Linked DNA regions of Hordeum vulgare: region 1 is linked to region 2. Evidence: chromatin contacts called from public Hi-C data. All regions are on one chromosome and are shown on one strand. Each heading gives the region's core, a stretch centred on a gene start, on an enhancer-like site or on the middle of the called end of the contact. The rest is flanking DNA. Distances are from core to core; before and after follow the strand shown.

Evidence for each region. A called contact is a pair of places that touch in the nucleus more often than the background predicts.
Region 1: a Hi-C map of seedling shows a contact between it and region 2, with 2.8 times the contacts expected there. The contact joins the promoter of LOC123398800 here to the promoter of LOC123395482 in region 2. A contact is called at or near these places in 1 of 6 Hi-C or Micro-C datasets (seedling) and 1 of 1 datasets of contacts at active chromatin or transcription factors (embryo).

What each region holds. Positions count from the first base shown.
Region 1 is chr5H:405,360,535-405,363,582 of MorexV3_pseudomolecules_assembly, forward strand. LOC123398800 (L-ascorbate oxidase-like) reads right to left here and starts at 1,675. Exons shown (of 2, transcript XM_045093255.1): 1 at 568-1,675. The coding sequence starts at 1,365.
Region 2 is chr5H:405,211,019-405,214,368 of MorexV3_pseudomolecules_assembly, forward strand. It overlaps LOC123395482 (molybdopterin synthase catalytic subunit-like), which reads left to right and starts at 2,090. Exons shown (of 1, transcript XM_045090486.1): 1 at 2,090-2,983. The coding sequence starts at 2,136. The coding sequence ends at 2,858.

The DNA of each region.
Region 1 (3,048 bases), core at 425-2,924, 150 kb after region 2:
AGATGGAGGTCCAATTGCAGGCAGATAAGTACACACATATGCATGCTCCCAGGACGATCTCTTGAAGATTTTATATTGGTTACTCAATCGTATCATGTGGGCAACGGCCGGCCGGCGATAACTTGCATGTAGGGAGGCTCGCCCGAAACACGGCTTCGTGTTGCAGCCGCCCGGCCTTGATTGCCGGCTAAGCAAGATACTACACTAATAAATTACTAATGGAAGCTGCAGTGGCAGGCTGTCATGACAAGAACGTGGCGGAGGGCATCAGAACAGAATCAGCCCCCCCCCTCGGGCACAATGTGAATATCTGACCATGGTCTGCCCGACGATCTCTCCTGTCGCCTGCATGCGCACATGCACCCACATGTTCTAGTCGCCTCTGCCAGCCATCTTCGTACTCCTATTCTTATTTTCACCCACACGTACTACTACTACGTCGTCTACCGAGCTAGCTCCATGTGCACCTCCCAGACGAAGTATAGTCAGAACCAAGACCAACTTACGTACGTACGTAGGTACTGAACTGAAGAAAGAAACTTTGAACGCCGTTGAGCTATCAATTACCTCGATCTCGAAGTTGAGGGCGGAGAGGGAGGTGACGCTGGCGATCCGGAAGCGGTACGTCTTGCCGGGCACCACGGCGAACACCTGCGTGGCGCACTCCGGGTGCGTCGCGTTGCAGGCGGCAGCGGCGTCCGACGCCATGGCCGAGCAGTTGTACCTGCCGCGGCCGTTGATGAGCAGCGACTTTGGCTCGCCGACCCACTCGATGGGGACGGCGGCGAGCCCGGCGGCCTGCTCGTAGGTGCTCTTGTGCCACCAGTCGTTGAGGAGCACGTCGTGCTCGCCGCCGTCGTACGCGAACGGCTCGGCGTCGGGCCCGCCCGGCGCGGCCGCGACGACGATCATGCCGTTGAGCCCGGCGGAGCGCTGCATGCCGTAGTGCGCGTGGTACATGTATGTCCCCGGCCGGTCCACCACGAACCTGTACTCGAAGGTGTCGCCCGGGAGGATGGGGCACTGGGTGACGCCCTCCGTGCCGTCCGCCCACGGCGTGCCCAGCTGCCGGATGCCGTGCCAGTGGATGGCCACGTTCTCCGTCATCAGGAGGTTCTTGACGGTCACCACCACGGTGTCGCCCTGGACGGCGCGGATGGTGGGGCCCGGGGTGCCCCCGTTGATGGTCACGGCCAGCTTGCGCACGCAGTCCGAGTGCGTGAACTGGTAGCTGATGTCCCAGTGTTCGTGCACCGTCTTGGCCTGCGCGACGGCGGCGAGCGCCGAGGCTACGAGGAAGAGGCAGCAGAGGAGAAGGTGTTTTGCTATCAGCGACGACTCCATTGCTCCACCACCACCGCTCATGGAATACGGCTAGCTAGCTGAGGAGAGGATGGCGTGGCCTTGGCTAGGTAAGCTTCGGCTGACCGTTGCAATGCGTCGGAATGGGCAAGGGCACGCTGGTCTTACACGCGCTCGCTATGGTTTCTTTGCTGTGTGCTCCGGTGTACGTATTTATAGGGATGGGGGCATTGCAACCATCCATGCCTCTTTGAAAAAAAAAAACACATCCATGCCTCTAACTGCTGAGTGACTATACGAGCTAACCAATTTGTGGTTGGATGGTTAAAGCATCTACAGCCGGACATTGTAAATATGATCCCTTGAACGTTTACGGACATGCCCGATCAATAGCCTAGCATGTTCCTTATTTATGCGTTCGCACAGTTATATTCCTCATATTATTTCTCATATATCTGATCACTTGTACGTGATTGATGGAAAGAAAAAGAAAGAAAGAAGAGAATGAATAAAGAAAAGAAATAAAAGTGGTCCAGGCTGGAGTCGCGTCCTACGTGGCGGCGAGCCGCGTCCGCGAGCTCTTATATCCTCCCCATATTTAAGATGGATACGAGGGTTTACGGACAGACCGAACATATAGAAACGATACGAGGGGTCTAGTTGAATCATTTTTTTTCTTCTTTTCTTGTTTGGTCATTGATCAGGCGTGTCCGCACGCGTATGAGCGGTCATTTGAAGGGTGCGGCTGTAGATGCTCTTAGAGGAACAGTGGTATCTTAGTGCACTAGGATTGAAGTTATGATGCTTGCATTATTTATGGATTCATTTCATAATTTTTGACGATATATTTTTAATGGGAAGAGACGTTAGCACGAGGCGTATACGATGATTTTGTAAATCTCAAGATAATATATCAAACTCAATTTTTTAAAGTTACTCATAAAAATAGAATATAGTATGCGCGTTTATAAGAATGAGTGTATGCATATTTATATAAACGTTTGAGTGTGTAGGGCGTTAAAAAAAGACTCGCTATACGCTTTGGTGCTACTAGTCCATCGGTAGCAAGTAAAAAAAGTTGGTGGAAGTAACTTAAGTAAAATAAAATAGGTAGTAGGTGAAAAGTACCCCGTCACTGTAAATGAGCTAGCGTGGCACCGTCGGCCGGTCCATATCCGTTGTACATATATATTCTTCGAGATGCTGTAGACTGCATGCGTATGGTCATCTGAATCAGATGTGATCAGATCAGATTTCCAACGGTTGCCGAGCTCGCGTTCATTCGTTGGTTAGACAAGTTCCCTTCAGGCAGGGTGTTCCCTTTGCTCTCTTTAGTCTTTACAGGTATGCATATATTGTCCTTCCGCGTTTGGAATATTCACCTTACAGCTGTAGCTAGCTCTATGTACTCCCATCTTGAGTAGGCAAACAGGTTCGATCTTGTTTTCACATTTTTTTTCTCTTAAAGGAAGACATAAGATTTGCCTCATTTATTAAATATGGAAAAAAAAATAAAGTTAAGAGTTTTATAGCACAATCACAAGTTCGACATGATAATTACTCATCTGAGAAAATAGTCCCTAATTTCTTTGCTCCCGCGGTTATCCATAGCTTGGCCTCCTCAATAATGAAGGAAATCAAGGTAGCCGGCGACGAACTCTTGTGACGGAATATCCGTGCATTTCTTTGTTTCTAAATAATCCACGAGACAAACATGATGAGAAATGTCATAACTTTCCGGTTAGA
Region 2 (3,350 bases), core at 840-3,339:
AAAAAAAGTTTATCGAATTTAAAAAAAAATCGATTTTGAAAAAAAAGTTCATCGAATATGAGAAAAAGTTCATCAATTTCGAAAACAATTCATCGAATTTTAAAAAAGTTCATTAAACTGAAAAAATCTTCAATAATTTTAGAAAAATAATCCACACATTTGAGAAAATAAATAAATAAATAAAACGTCGAACACAGTAGCAAACAGGAAAAAAGAGAAAAAAGAGAATTAAATGGACGACAGGAAAAAACGTAGTCGCATATATCTGATGGCCTAGTGGTTACTGCGGTCTCAGCGAACCATTAGGTCTTGTGTTCGATCCCCAAGCATATCATCTTAGCCCGTTAGCAATGTAACGGACGCCTGCAGCCCTAAATAGGGAATGCCGAAAAATATTCGATGCACGTGAGGCTAGACCGATCAAGACATATTATGCAGTGGGCTGGGATTTTGAAATCCAGATTGCATAAACGAGAAGGTGTTTGGAGTCCTCCAAAAACTAAGAACAAGAGAAAGGTGCTAAGTTGGAGCGCGAGCATCGTTTGCAATTATGGTATTAAGTTTTCCTCAGCTTTGAATGTTAAAACATCTGCGATGTGTTCTATATTTCTATCCGTGCAACAAGTTCTATTGAAGTAGAGCAATGAAATACTCCGTGTGTACTGGAGTAGCTGGTTCAATTCTTCGAGGCAGACATTTGTAGCAGGTTTGGACTGAGTCAACCCATTGATTGCTCACCGCAGGCAGAGCCATTCGATCTCAATCGCACGGGACGGGAGTGCACATGATCGCAAGTAATCAGGACGAACTTTGCTATATCTGACATGCTCGCTTGTAGGACTACTTTCTTTTTCTTCCGCTGTGTTCATTGAGCGACAAATCTGACTTACACTGCTACATAGTTAGGCCTGTTTGAAACTATTCCGTTTCTTAAAATTCAGTTCCGCTCTAAAAACACAAGTCAAACAAGATATCTTCATTACTTGTCGCTTCGTATAAAAACTAAAATCTAAGACACAACTTCATATCTTTTGTGAAGTTTTTTAAAAGATGTTTTGAAAAAAATATAAAAACTGAAGCTGGCAGAAAATTACCCACTGCTATCATCAGTAAATGGATACTTCTTCAATTTTTTTCTTACTCATTCAGTCAGATATATTTTTTAATCAAAATTTTCATTTTTAAAATTATAGCTGGATGAAAGCCAAACAATTTTTTTAAGAGAGTTACAATTTCCGTGTGAAACCGTTTGAAAATGAATTTAAAATGAATTTAATGGAGCGCGAGCATCGTTTGCAATTATGGTACTAAGTTTTCCTCAGCTTTGAATGTTAAAACATCTGCGATGTGTTCTATATTTCTATCCGTGCAACAAGTTCTATTAAAGTAGAGCAATGAAATACTCCCTGTGTACTGGAGTAGCTGGTTCAATTCTTCGAGGCAGACATTTGTAGCAGGTTTGGACTGAGTCAACCCATTGATTGCTCACCGCAGGCAGAGCCATTCGATCTCAATCGCACGGGACGGGAGTGCACATGATCGCAAGTAATCAGGACGAACTTTGCTATATCTGACATGCTCGCTCGTAGGACTACTTTCTTTTTCTTCCGCTGTGTTCATTGAGCGACAAATCTGACTTACACTGCTACATAGTTAGGCCTGTTTGAAACTATTCCGTTTCTTAAAATTTAGTTCAGCTCTAAAAACACAAGTCAAACAAGATATCTTCATTACTTGTCGCTTCGTATAAAAACTAAAATCTAAGACACAACTTCATATCTTTTATGAAGTTTTTTAAAAGATGTTTTGAAAAAAATATAAAAACTGAAGCTGGCAGAAAATTACCCACTGCTATCATCAGTAAATGGATACTTCTTCAATTTTTTTCTTACTCATTCAGTCAGATATATTTTTTAATCAAAATTTTCATTTTTAAAATTATAGCTGGATGAAAGCCAAACAATTTTTTTAAGAGAGTTACAATTTCCGTGTGAAACCGTTTTAAAATGAATTTAATGAAACGGAACTGTATTTTATATGAATTAGAGAAGTCCCAAATAGGCAGTATCTGGAAATACTGTGCCGCTTGAGGCCGAAATCGAATTAAAAAAAAAGTCTCCGATGCTGGGAGCAGGATGATAAAATATAAAATAAGAAAGCCGCAGGGCACTTCCGTGGTTCCTCTCCTCTCCTCTCCTCTCCTCCACCAAACCTTATCTCGCTGCGCCACCGACGACTTCGAGCGCCCGAGCTCCGTGATCCAAGCACCAGCAGCGCGGGCGCACAAGCTCCCCTCGATGGCCGGCGACGAGGCCCCGACGACGGAGGCGGCGTGCCAGGACCTGGTGGAGATCCTGGACGAGGGATCGGGCCGGCTGGACATGGGCCGGTACGTGGACCACGTCCGCGACCTGTCGGCGGGCGCCATCGCCACCTTCGAGGGCACCACGCGGGACCACTTCGACGGGAGGCGCGTGGTGGAGCTGCGGTACGAGGCGTACGGGTCCATGGCGCGGCGCCGGCTCGAGGCCATCCTCCGCGAGGCCCGCGCGGCCCACGCGCTGTGCCGGCTGGCCGTGGCGCACCGCCTCGGGACGGTCCCCGCCGGCGAGGCCAGCGTGTTCGTGGCGGCCTCGGCGGTGCACCGCGCGGACGCCATGGACGCGTGCCGCTACGTGATCGACGAGATCAAGGCCTCCGTGCCCATCTGGAAGAAGGAGGTGTACGACGACGGCGAGGTGTGGAAGGAGAACCGCGAGTTTCTCGACCGCACCGACGCCGACAAGAAGGGCAGGCCGGCCGGCCACGGCGGCTCCGGCGGCGGCTGCTGCGGCAGCAAGGTGAGGGTCAGCTCATGAGTAGCAGCCGCCGGATCGCGATCGCGCGAACATGGAGTTCTTTTCTATTCCCTTCTCCCTTGTAATTTTGAAAAATTTGCGAGCAAGAGAAACGTGCAGTTCGAATACATACGCACATTGTGTTACGCTGCTCGGTGCAAATCCTGTTAGGAAAATAATGTGCGAAGTTCGAATACGTATCACGTTTCAGCAAATCATGTGGTGTGGCAGCAGTATGAAATTTAAGAGCGTTCACCGTTCAGATCAACATAAAAGGCTGATGCTTCGTCGCTGTGGCTGGGAATTTGGCGCCCGTCAGTCCCTCTCAGATTGTGATCAAAAGAGATCTTGACAGACACATTGGCCGGTTGATAGCAATCTTCATAGACTGCTATCATCGGACACCAAGAATGTCACTGTTTAATCATTCGGATCGCCTAAGCAATCAGAACCGCCGACCAGCCTACTGTGCGCCCCGTAGATAGAGCGAGATTAACGTAGGATTATAACAGA